Regions from separate parts of the Hordeum vulgare genome. Here regions 1 and 2 are each linked to region 3. A link is a contact called in public Hi-C data. All regions are on one chromosome and are shown on one strand. The core of a region is the stretch at or near the end of the contact, and the rest is flanking DNA. Distances in the headings are between cores, read along the strand shown. Region 1 holds the start of LOC123445171 (aldehyde dehydrogenase family 2 member C4-like). Region 2 holds the start of LOC123445168 (ABC transporter B family member 26, chloroplastic). Region 3 holds the start of LOC123445173 (protein BLISTER).

The links. A called contact is a pair of places that touch in the nucleus more often than the background predicts.
Region 1: a contact with region 3 is called in a Hi-C map of seedling, with 3 times the contacts expected there. The contact joins the promoter of LOC123445171 here to the promoter of LOC123445173 in region 3. A contact is called at or near these places in 2 of 6 Hi-C or Micro-C datasets (leaf and seedling) and 1 of 1 datasets of contacts at active chromatin or transcription factors (embryo).
Region 2: a contact with region 3 is called in a Hi-C map of leaf, with 3 times the contacts expected there. The contact joins the promoter of LOC123445168 here to the promoter of LOC123445173 in region 3. A contact is called at or near these places in 2 of 6 Hi-C or Micro-C datasets (leaf and seedling).

Annotation. Positions count from the first base shown.
Region 1 is chr3H:568,456,687-568,460,739 of MorexV3_pseudomolecules_assembly, reverse strand. It overlaps LOC123445171 (aldehyde dehydrogenase family 2 member C4-like), which reads right to left and starts at 2,153. Exons shown (of 7, transcript XM_045122119.1): 1 at 1,964-2,153; 2 at 355-497; 3 at 1-232. The coding sequence starts at 2,063.
Region 2 is chr3H:568,411,275-568,415,415 of MorexV3_pseudomolecules_assembly, reverse strand. LOC123445168 (ABC transporter B family member 26, chloroplastic) reads left to right here and starts at 1,971. Exons shown (of 18, transcript XM_045122117.1): 1 at 1,971-2,781; 2 at 2,874-2,998; 3 at 3,504-3,546; 4 at 3,652-3,696; 5 at 3,805-3,927; 6 at 4,012-4,115. The coding sequence starts at 2,404.
Region 3 is chr3H:569,274,424-569,278,355 of MorexV3_pseudomolecules_assembly, reverse strand. It overlaps LOC123445173 (protein BLISTER), which reads right to left and starts at 2,077. Exons shown (of 13, transcript XM_045122124.1): 1 at 1,701-2,077; 2 at 685-1,336; 3 at 36-586. The coding sequence starts at 1,772.

The DNA of each region.
Region 1 (4,053 bases), core at 904-3,403, 820 kb after region 3:
CGACGGGCTCCTTGAGCGTGTACCCGTGCAGCGGCCGCGCCATCTTGAGCGTCTCGCCGTGGATCTTGTCGGCGGCACCGGCGTAGTACCGGAGCAGGTTGGCGCCTCCGGGGATGTCCACCAGCTTGCCCATCTGGAACAGCTTGCCGGCGTCCACCGTGTCCAGCGCCGCCAGCTCCTCCACGTGCTGGTCGACCAGGTCGGCGAACTTGTGCAGGATCCTTGCCCTTGCCTGCCCTCGCGCCATGTTAGTTATCGGCGGGAAAAGAAGCCGCGATTTTGAAAACAGTCGACTATAAATTTATGGTAGATAGGCCCAAAATGTCAATCGATGGGCCGGAACATATCACGTACGCAGCCGGGCATTCTGGGCCAGGGGCCGTTGTCGAAGGCGTCGCGGGCGGCCTTCACGGCGAGGTCGATGTCGGCCTTGTCTCCCTCGGCGATCCTGGCGATCACCTCGCCGGTGCGTGGGTCCCGGGTCTCGAACGTCTTGCCTGTTTGCATGCATAAGCGTACGGGTTCAGCTAATGAAATGAAATACAGTCAAGAAAAGTAAGGCAATCTTAATGCAGATACCTTGGGGCAGCATGTATTATGTGATCCTAATGCAGTGCTTTCATGTACGAGCAAGTACAATAAGGTACAATCGGCAGGCTGTAAGGATTAAAATACTATATTTTTTAAATGAGAGAGAAGATGAGAGAGAAGAAAAACAGGCTCTTCGTGAAGAGCTAGCTTTAGCACATGCTTTTAGGTACTTTGTAAGAATGAAATGTAGACCATATATGATAAAAGTAGTACTCTTTTATAACTAACTACTGTACAAGCTAGCTATAAGATAGGCTATAAGATGACTTATAGCCAGCAGTGGGAGGAGAGAGACAAAGTGTGCGAGCCCCACACGGATATGCTTCGGGCGCGAGGCATCGTAATTTTTGTTAGTGGTCTTACCATGATATGATGGTGAAGTTAGTCTTATTCCCACTATAAAAAAGAAGTGGTGACATGGCTCGAGTTACGCCCGTACGTGTAACCATCAAGAATTTCCATCAGAGCAGCAACAAGGTTACAAAACTGTTAGCGATCGACTCGAGGACATCGCAAGCAACAAAAGAAAACCTCGAGGACAGCGCAAGCAACAAAGACGAGCTAGGACCGGCGGACGAGAGATATTCGCCACATCGATGGGGCCGGCGTGCGCATGACGAAAGATACTCGTCGGATTGGACACTGTCGATTATCCCAAGATTAATCTGGTATCCATCCATTTGTCGTAATCTTTGTTGATCATACTGTCAGCAGTTGGTCATGTCCCCGCCCCTTGGCCTGCCTGGCCTCGCCGCCGGTGCTTCTCCTCCGGGCACCCTCTGCTCTCGGTCTCCGCCGTCTTCGCGCTGCCGCGTCGGGTCCTCTCCGCTGGGCGCACGTGTTTTGCCTATCCAAGATCCACGCTGCTACGAGCTGCCTCCGCCACACGCTGCCCATCCTCCCCGCTTGCCGCCCGCTCGCCCTGCTCCACGTCTACCACCATCCCGCCATCGCCATCGCCATCTGCTGCTGCGGCCTCGCTCTCATCCCTCAGTGTCTCACGCAGGTAGCACTCAGCAGCGGCGGCGCCTCGCGCCTCCCACGAGCAGCGGGACGCGCTCGCATGCACTCCCTAGCGCCGACCGTCCTCCATGGTGCAGGCGCGCACACGCTCCTCTACTCGGGTGGCCTCCCCTGCTCCGGAGCTGCCGCCTCCCTCGCTCCCTCTCTCTCTATTCCCTGGTATGCAGGGGAGTTGGGGCTCCAGATCGGAGGGACCGGTAAGACGGCGAGGTAATCGGAGCGCCGCTGAAAGAATTTTTTCGCTTTTCTACCCCAAGACAACGACCGGCGGAGGCAGCCGCGGCGCTGCTGGACTCGTCCACACCTACGCGACCGCCGCGGGAAAAAAAGGAGAGGAAGCTCTGCGTACCTGAAGCTGCGTCGACGAACTGGCCATTGATGAAGAGCTTGGTGAACTTGATGTCCAGTTCCGGCACCTCAAACCCCTGGCCGCCGTTCGCTGCCGCCATCGACGTCGCCCGTTCCCTTCGCTTCGTCCCTTGGCCTACGTGGAGAGAGGGGAAGGAGGTTGTGTTTGTGTGCGCTACGGCGGAACGGGGTTTGGCCGTTTTAAAGCACGAGGGGGGGATGGGAGGGAAACCAAGTGACAAGCAGCCAAATGTGGCAGACTTGTTGACCCTGGACTTTGGGTGTATTTGTGTGCGAGCAACATGTGTACATGTCTCCACCTCCCATCGTATTCTGCCCTTCCCTTTTACATACACGATTGTAATGCCGTGTGTTTGGTTGATTGCGGGAGATTCATGTAGGCTCTCACGAAAAAGATTTTTGGGTCGCACTATATCTATATCTTTTCTGAATCATACTTATATATCTATATCTATCTCTACAAGGATTTTGGCGTTGAGTTAAAAAAAAGAGGATTTTTGCGTCGCTTCTGCTATATCTATATCTTTTTTTTTCCAAATCATACCTATATCTATATCTATCCCTATCTTTATCTATTTATCTCTACATCTCTATCTATCTATCTATCTATACCAATTAATAAAAGGAGGTCGAATAGCTTTTGCTTATGTTACATGGGGGTTTGCCTTTGAATTAGTAGGCCCACACGCTAGCGAGCAGACAATTAACAAGCCCCTTTGTAAATAAATAGTGAGGTGTGGGATTGTGTGGCATGAATTACGTACGTAAGTAAAGCTGGATATGTTCGACCCATCAGGAGTCAAGTCTTCGTGTTTGCATTATTTCTGAATTTATTTCAGGATTTTCGATGATACATTTTTAGTGGAAGGAGATGTTTCCTTCGACGACGAGGCGTCTACGGTTACTTCGTAAATCTCAAAATGATATGTCGGTTTAGTCTTTCGTAGGTGCTTATAGGAATAGGGTGTACGTATATGCGTTTATAGAGGTCAGTGTATGCACGTGTATACGAACGATTGTATCTCTACTCTGTTAAAAAAATGGCCACAAGTTGAATAAGGGGGAAACGACATCCAAAACATGCATTTCTATCGGACGCGACCGGATATAAGCAGGAGTGGTTTTTTTTTTTGCTATGTACGAAGCAAGTAGGGTTAATAAAAAACGCACAAAAAAAGACAAATTATGGTCAACACAGGAGAAGACAGACATTTTTTTTTTGCTATTAGTTTTCATAAAAGAACTTATTTTACCGTTTCTATTTGGTCTTTATATACATACATAGACTATATTAAATATTTAGTTCGCACAGTCTTCTATAGCGCAATTTCTGCCTTAGGTATTTTAGTGTTGATCATAATGCAATTTGCGACTAGCTTTATGTCTAAGCTATTGAAAAGAGCGAAGATGGCATTTTTGACGCATTTTAACTTTTTGGTCGTAGAAAATCAATACTATTTAAAAGGGTTATATAAGAAGGTACAGGTGAATTAAACACGTACATAGCAACATATTGTACCATCATATTGCCTTTTGTTTGAGGAGAGAGACTCACATTCAACCTACTGCAGAAATTCTGCTCCGAGCGATCGTACGGCTAGAGTGGGCGGTTGTACCGCATGTCCGGTTCTTCCGGACAACTACTGCCCGAGGTGTGATTCCCTCGAGTTAGGCGGTACTAAGGTGGTGGCTGAGCGGTTCTACCACTGCTCATAGTGATTCTACCGCTTGGGACTCATCACTTCCCCAGCATTACTAGGCGGTTGTTCCAGCCCATGTACCACCCCTTGCATCAATAAAAGGGTAAATCTTTCGGTTATGTGGGTCATACAGGGCGGTGTTCATCGTTTGTTCTAGTGCTGACTTGACGCTGCAATAGTATCAGGGTCAGGAGCGGTTGTACCGCTCCACACTTAGTGGCCATCTGAGACTAAATACCCGCGGTTGTACGGACACATGTACCGCCCAACCACAACGAGTAGGGTAGTTCCACTCTAGTCTTGGGTGCGGTATCGGACACCGGGTATGCAATTGTTCTGGTTTATTTACATAAACCGGTACAACCGAATG
Region 2 (4,141 bases), core at 722-3,221, 860 kb after region 3:
ATTTTTTTAAATTCCGAAACATTTTTTCAGATTTCGGAACATTTTTAGTGAAAAATCCGAAACATTTTGATAAAAAATTGCAGAATATTTTTTCAAATTCCATAACATTTTTTCAAATGTCGGAACATTTTTTCAAATTCCGTAACAGTTTTTCAAATTCCAGAACATTTTCTCAAATTCGGATACATTTTTTCAAATTCAGGAACATTTTCTCTAATTCGGGAACATTTTTCAAATTCCGGAACATTTTCTCAAATTCGGGAACATTTTTCAAATTCCGGAACATTTTCTCAAATTCGGATACATTTTTTCAAATTCCGGAACATTTTCTCTAATTCGGGAACATTTTATTAAATTCCAGAACATTTTCTCAAATTCAGGAACATGTTTTCAAATTTCGTAACATTTTTTCAAATTTCGGAACATTTTTGAAACAGAAACAGAAAAAAACAGGAAAAAAACCCGGTTCAGGGATTCTTCTAGAAAGTTCCCAAAACAAGAAAAAACCGTCTGAAAAACTCTAGAAGGTTCCAAAACCAGGATCCATGAAAGTGTTAACGGGTCGGCCCAAACCCCGTCGCTCGCTCGCAACCTCGTGTGCGAAAAGGTCGACAATCTGCCGTAGAATGCGGCAGATAGGATTTTCCCTTATCTAGGCCTTGTCTTGTTCTGTCTCTCTGCCCTGAAGGACGTCCTAATGGGCCAGCCTATAACCATGCAGGAACATCAGTTTTTGTTCGTTCTTTTTTCTCTTTATATTTTCCAAATTATTATAAAAAAGGTAATGTACTTAAATTTGAAAAATTAGTGTGATTTTGAAAATTTTCAATACAATATGACGTTTGTGTTAATATGATTTTAAACAATATCATTATCATGCAAAATAAGACGTTCATGACATTTCAAAAATGTTCACGAGTTTCATCAAACATACATGATATTTTGGAAAAACGTATACAATGTAAACATATGAAAGTTCCTATAAGAGTTACAAAAATGACAAAAAAATTAAAATGATTAATTAATTTCAAAAATATATTCATGAATTTTAGAAAATATTTATATAATGTTCAAAGGATGTTCACATAGTTTCAGAAAAATGTTCTGTATCACTAAAGAAACATGTTCTCTACCATTCGAAAAAATATTTCAACGTGTATATGAAAAATGTTTAACATATATTGAGAAAAAAAAACATATATTTGAACAATGTTAAACATGTATAAAAATGATTTAGATGTTAAAAAAGCACAATGTGTATAAAAGATATACTCCCTCCGTTCCTAAATATAAGTCTTTGTAGAGATTTTACTACTGAACTACATACGGATGTATATAGACATACTTTAGAGTATACATTCAATCATTTTGCTTCGTATGTAAACATTTAGTGAAATCGCTTAAAAGACTTATATTTAGGAACGGAGGGAGTACATCATAACTTATATCTGAAGAAATCATGTATCTAAATATGGTTAAACGCGTACAGAACTGTCCCTTATGTACACGCAAAATGTACAGCGTGCATGAAAAAATAGGCTTGAGTTTCAAAGGATAACGGAGAAGGAAAATGAAAGAAAATCAGTAAAAACAAAGAAAGAAAAAGGATAAAGATCTAGAGTAAATAAAACCATGAAAAAAAACATGCAGATGGCGAACGCCAAAATATAAGAACACAGAGAAGAAAGAAGAAGAAACCATGCAGAGGCTGGCTCGCTGTGGTCGCGCAAAAGGCCAACTTGTGATGCATTTTGCAGTAAGCGAGACGTAGCTCCTGTAGGTAGCTTATCGCCCAACCATACCCAGGCCAGATGTAACCTTATCGCGTACGTACCTGGTGCCTCACTGCGCTCATCCATCCAAGAACAAAAAGAAGCCCATACGTTTCCGCGTAGGTGGGATAGTTCCACTTCCGGTTGCTTGCACTGCGCATAGATTTGAGTGCATAGCGCACGAGTTTCTGAGACTCCACGGCCGGGCCGGAAGGAAGAGAAACAAGTCAACAGCTGCTGTTTTCCCAATCCAAACCCGATTGCTCTCCACCAGAAATTCTGATGAGAAGTCGGCCGGAAGCTTTGGGAAAAAAAACAAGTCGGGAATTTCCACGGCCACACCGCAGCAACACGGATCACTTCCCCGGCCAACGCAAAAAACGAAAGGGGCAGGAAGAAACGGGGGAGATAAAAAAGGGATTTTTAAAAAGAGAAAGAAACGCAGAATAGCCGGCGAGCGGGCGGTGGACCGGTGGTAGACGCTGCGCCGCGCACGGAAGCCCCAACACCACCCGCACCCGCCCGTCCCGCAGCTCCGGCGAGGCCACGCTCGTCCTGTTCGTATCACCGCGCGGGGCCGGGCTCCGAATCGGATCGCGCGCGCGCGTGCGAGGGGGGGAGGGAGGGAGAAATGCCGCCGGCTCCGGCCGCGCTGCTCCTCGCGGCGCCCGCGGGGCTGTCGCTGGGCCTGGCGCCCTGGCGGCCACGCGCGCGGGCCCCGCCCAGGCTCCGGCTGCGGGCGGCGAGGATCCGGGCGGCGGCGACCGTCAACGGCGAGTTCGGCGGGCTCGGGAGGCGCCGCCTCGACGCCGGCGAGTTCATCGGCCGGCTCCGGAACGTGCTCCCGGGGGGCAGCTGGTGGCGCCTCGAGGACGACGAGGCCGGCGGGGCCGGCCGCGCCGAGGCCAGCGGGGCCACGGCCGCCTCCGCGCTCCGGCGGATGTGGGCCCTCGTCGCCGCCGACCGCTGGGTCATCTTCGCCGGCTTCGCCTCCCTCGTCTGCGCCGCGGTAATGCGGATTGCCTCCGCACGCGCGGTTCGGATAAGCTTTCGTTGGTTGGTGTGGCGCTGACTGCTGTGTGGTCGTGGTTGTGGTTGCAGCTCTCGGAGATCGCTATCCCCCATCTGCTCGCGGCCTCCATCTTCTCCGCGCAGAATGGAGGCGCCGTCTTCTACCGGAACGCCAAGCTCCTGGTTGTTCTCTGTTTGATTTCCGGAGTGTTCAGGTCAGTTCATTTCTTCCTTCAAACTCTTCTATCACTATACAAACCATGCCCATGCGACTATCTGTTATCATCGCATCTGGGGTGAAATAGACCTCTTGGACGTGTGCCCACACTTCACATTAGTAGGATCACCGTGAAATAGCTGATGATGCGAAAGAAACTCGAAATGTGCCGGTAATGGACAATCTAGGATTGAGGAAATGTTTCTAACTGTGATGAGCTTGAAAGCTGAGATGTTTCCAGTTGGATCAACGGTAGTATTAGTAGGATCTCTGTGAAATGCAAACTTAAATTTCGACATTGTATCGGTACTATCGCTGTGAAACAAAAACTTAAATTTCTGCAATGTACATTATAGCCAATTGCACATGCACAGGCAAGTTTGCAAACATGAAAACAAGGAGTTTTGTGAGATAATATGCACAGAACTAAAATGGTTTGCCTTCAGCATAGTTTTGTTAGTTATATTTCGGTTGCTTATTTAGCTCGTCTCCCCCTTTTGCAGTGGCGTGCGAAGCTGCTGTTTTGGTATTGCCAACATGATATTGGTAAAACCATGTTAGATTTTATGTAATTTAACAAGTCTATTCCTTCCAGGTTGCCTTTTGGTTTGATCAGGCTCTTACAATCATTATCTCAACTATTTTTCTTAGGTTAAACGAATGAGAGAAATGCTATTTGATTCCATCCTTTCTCAGGTAAAAACAGAAGGGAACAATATTTGGGTTGCCTGAAGAACTAGTGCAAATGATACCTTTGGTTGGAATTGCTGCAAATGTTCTTAACTCCATTGTATATTGTGCCAGGATATTGCTTTTTTCGATGAAGAAACTGTCGGTGATTTGACAAGTAGGCTTGGTTCTGACTGCCAGCAAGTGTCTAGAGTTATTGGCAATGATCTTAATTTGATTTCGCGCAATTTGCTTCAGGTGAAAAGGTTGTTTAGTATCGAAGTATACAATACTCACCGGTAGCTTGAAAAGCTCATTTTTCATGATGTTACTTTGTCTCAGGGTATAGGAGCACTGATTTATCTTCTAATCTTATCATGGCCTCTTGGACTGTGCACTATGCTTACTTGTGGGACATTGTCGACAATTATGCTAGTTCATGGACGGTAAAAAACTTGTTTTTACTTCTCAT
Region 3 (3,932 bases), core at 828-3,327:
AAGTTAATAAATAGATAGTGGTTGGCATTCATCACCTGCTCTAGCGATGCAAAACCGTCATCTTTCTCATGACTTGTGAAATCTTGGAACATTTGATTACCATACTGCAGACCCTTTTCATCTTTGGAAGGCAAGGAATCAGGATGTATGGAATTGTCATATGGCCCCTTTTCACTATTATACTCTTGTCTCCCTGCTATAACAGAATTATCCACGACATTGTTTTGTGTTGATTGTTGGTTTGGCTGCTGAACAGAAGAACTCTCGGGATTTGAACTGCCGAATAGCTTATTGCTTGCTTTTGAAGGTTCAATGTATGGGGCTTCTGCTGGAAGTGCTCTTTGTACCCCAATAGAGTCAAGAAAAGATGGCCGAGATCGATTGTATGCAGTTGGATAAGCAGTTGACAGAAAAGGATCCTGTTTATCAAAATTAGCAGATATGGAATCTGATGCATTCCGAAGCATTCCAATATCTGCATCATGATCTAAACCATCAGCGACCTTAGAACTACTAAAGATACTGCCATAGTCCCGGTTGCTGGTATATGCAGAGTGCCCTGCTTGGGAAGAGTCTTTGGAGGTAGCTGCAGAAAGGGAGAAACAAAGATTAAAAGATCTGCATAGTCAAGGCAGTCATCAGGCATTGTAGCCAACAAATATGAAAATAGAGCTTCAACCTTACCTTGTAAGCGGCCGAAGATATCATTTTCTGGGGAGTAATCCTGAGAGAAAGTGCTTTCAGACTTCCCAAAAAGGTTGCCGGATGAAAATGAACTGGATTGTTCGATACCATGTACTTGACTCGACGAAGAATTTCCTCCCCATTTTGACAAGACCTCGGTAGACTGGGAACCACTGTCAGTGTTTCCAAATGCACTTAATTTAGATGTTAAAGGGACATCCTTGTCAGGACTGGGATCTACCCTTTTACGGGCACTATCCCCTCTCCAATCATCGTGATGCCCATTAACTAGATCTGAATAGCTCAAGTTTCCATAGAACTTACTCCCTCCGTCATCAACGACATCTTGAATGGGGGGAACAGTACTAACATTAGCTGATGCATCTGCAACGACAGGACCATTCGACAGAAATTCCGCGACTCTGGAAGAAGTGGTCGGGCCATTCTCATAGGAAGCAGACGGCGCAGATGATGTGCTCGGTGTTGTGCTTGAGTCCAAATCAGACACCAAACCCTCTCCGGTGTTACCATTATTGGAATTTGGCAGGGGGGTCTCCACTACGCTGGGAACCACAGGCGCTGCCTGGTCTACTACAGCGGTGGTGGCGGCCTTCTTCGCAGCCTTCTTCTTCTTCTTACGGAACTCCTCCAGCTGGTTCAGAAAACAGGACAGTGTCATTCTGGAGCCAAGCTCTACTCAAAACCGTGCCGAATTGGCATTCAAGGTAAATCGGTGGCGTGCAGAATTCTAAATCTAAATAGCTAAATATACATGGTTTCAGGCTTTCAGCATGAGGGCGGCATGGTGGGAGCCGAATCTGGTGCCATTTGGCTTCTCTGCGATGAGCTGAAACGATTGTTTGAACTAGAATCGTGATGCTAGCTTGCTAAGCAATGCAGCACATCCAATTTCTCCTGTTCCGTCGGGCGCGGCGGGGGCCGAAATGGTGTTGATTGTCAAGCAATTGCCCGTGGCCGACGGGAACGTAAGCAACAGGCGACAACAAAGAACCTACCGCTTTCTTCCCGGCCTGGCGGCTCGCCTCGCGCGAGGACGCGACGTCGGTGGAGGCCGACGCCGACGCCATGGGCACCCGGCTCCTCCCGCCAACCCGGCAGCCCGAGCCGAATCTCGGCCAGATCTCCCGGAACCGCCCGCGGCCGGCCGGTGCAGCAGCCTCCGCCGCCGCCGATGGCGATCGGGCCCGAGGGGCGAGATCTGGCGGGCGACGGGGTCGGGGTCGGGGTCGGGATTGGGATCGGGGAGGGGAGGGATTCGGGGGGATTCGTGCTTCCGCCCCGGCGGCCCCCGAAATAATTTTCGGGCCTCGGCCTCGCCTTCCCCTTCTTATTTTTGGTGCGTGGCTCGTGCCGCTGCCGCTGCCCTCCCTCGTGGCCGGTCTCTGTGGAGTCGGACCATTTCCTTTTACTTTCTTTTCTCGGGTTGCTGCCTGCTGCTGCAGTGGTGCTGTTGCGTCGTCGCGGTCGCACGCCTGCTTTTGCTGGTGGTTTCTTCTCCGCGACTGCTGGGGTTCGGTTTCGGCTCGGCCGTCCACCACGTGGCAAACATGGCTCAGCTGTCTGCCTTCTTTCCTTTTGTTTTGGCAGTTGGCACTTTGAGGGGCCTCCCAAACCCATCTCGCCCGGACGGCTCAAACCCCGTAAAAAAAAGTCGTTCCAAACGGACACCTCAAACGTCCGACTGACCGGTGCCTTTCATATAGTGTAAAAATATGAAACGGAAATGGGGTACGCCTTGTAGGCCCACATATATTCCTCCCCATTTACTCGTGAGATAAAACCCTCGTCACTTTCCTCCATTCTTCATCCGCTCATCCGACCAAACACTAACCACTTCACTTCACTCATCCATCATCCAAGCTCACCTTCGACGATCTTCGGCCTTCTACGGCATGGCGAACATCGGATCTGACCCCGACCAGTCCGGATTCGTCGACCGGGGTGTCATCCCATGCGGGTTGGAGAATGCAATGGGCGTCTACATTGCACTCTGCCCCTTCCGAGAGGACAGCGCCCGACTAATGACGGGATATCCCGCACGACCCCATAGCGTCGGTTCAACGGATGCTCGAATTCTTTGGGACTGGATCATCTAGTCCTGACAGGCTTCAAAACTTTTCTTCCCCATCACCGTTCACGCGGAGTATGAGTCCCACCGGGCCCGTGTGCCCGTCGCGGGAAGAACAGGATAAGGGTCGTCATTCCGCGCCTGCATTGTGAAGAAGCGGCAACTGAGGGACACACGCGTCCTCATCCAAGAGCAGAATCGGACAACCCGTGAAATGGCCGGACTGCTCCCAAAGGAGTAGAAGGAGGACTATGACGGTGAGGGCAACTCCGACGACGACTAGATCCATCTCAGTCCGTACCTCGTCTTCAACTAATACTACCGCAAGAAAGACGACAAATAGCGCCAGGAATTTGTGAACTTTTTTCAACTGGAATGAACTTTTTGCAAAATTCATGAACTAATTTTCAGAATTGGTGAACTCTTTTCAAATTTGACGAATTTTTTTTCAAAATTGGTGAACTTTTTCAAAATAGATAAACTTTTTATTCGATGATCTCTTTTCAAAAATTGGTAAATGATTTTCAAAATTGATAAACTTTTTTCAAATTTGTGAACCGTTCTTTAAAATTGATGGCAAATCGATGAACATTGTAAAAACGATGATCATTTAACTCGTGGTTGTTTTGACTAGTTTTAATAATTTATTTTCATTTTTATGTTTTGCTTTCATATAAATAATTTTGGATGTATAGTACTTCCTCTATACCATAATATTTATTGTTGGAGATAAATAATCTAGTTTTTCTCAACAACAAGTATTTAGGAACATAGGGAGCAGTATATGTTAACTAAAGAAAGGGCCAAATAGTACTATGTCCTTACAATGGACAACTAAATTAGCCCGATATATTGGTTATTTGCTACTCGCTGTTTCAAAATAAATAAATAACTTTAGTATAAAGTTAAATCACTTATTTTGAAGGGAAATGTTACCTTTCAACCGACGGATTTTGCTTTTCGCGTCCACCGTCTCCTTTGTTCGCCACGTGGCCGAGCGGGACGAGCCGTTTCCTGAAACAACTCTATTGTTTCAGGATGTTGTTCCTGCAACTTAGGAGTAGTTGCAGAACGAGGAATCCAGGCATGGCGACGACGGCTTCCACGGGAAGAGCTCGCCGGCCGCCCCGCCGCCGGCCGCCTCGCCGCCTAGAGCTCG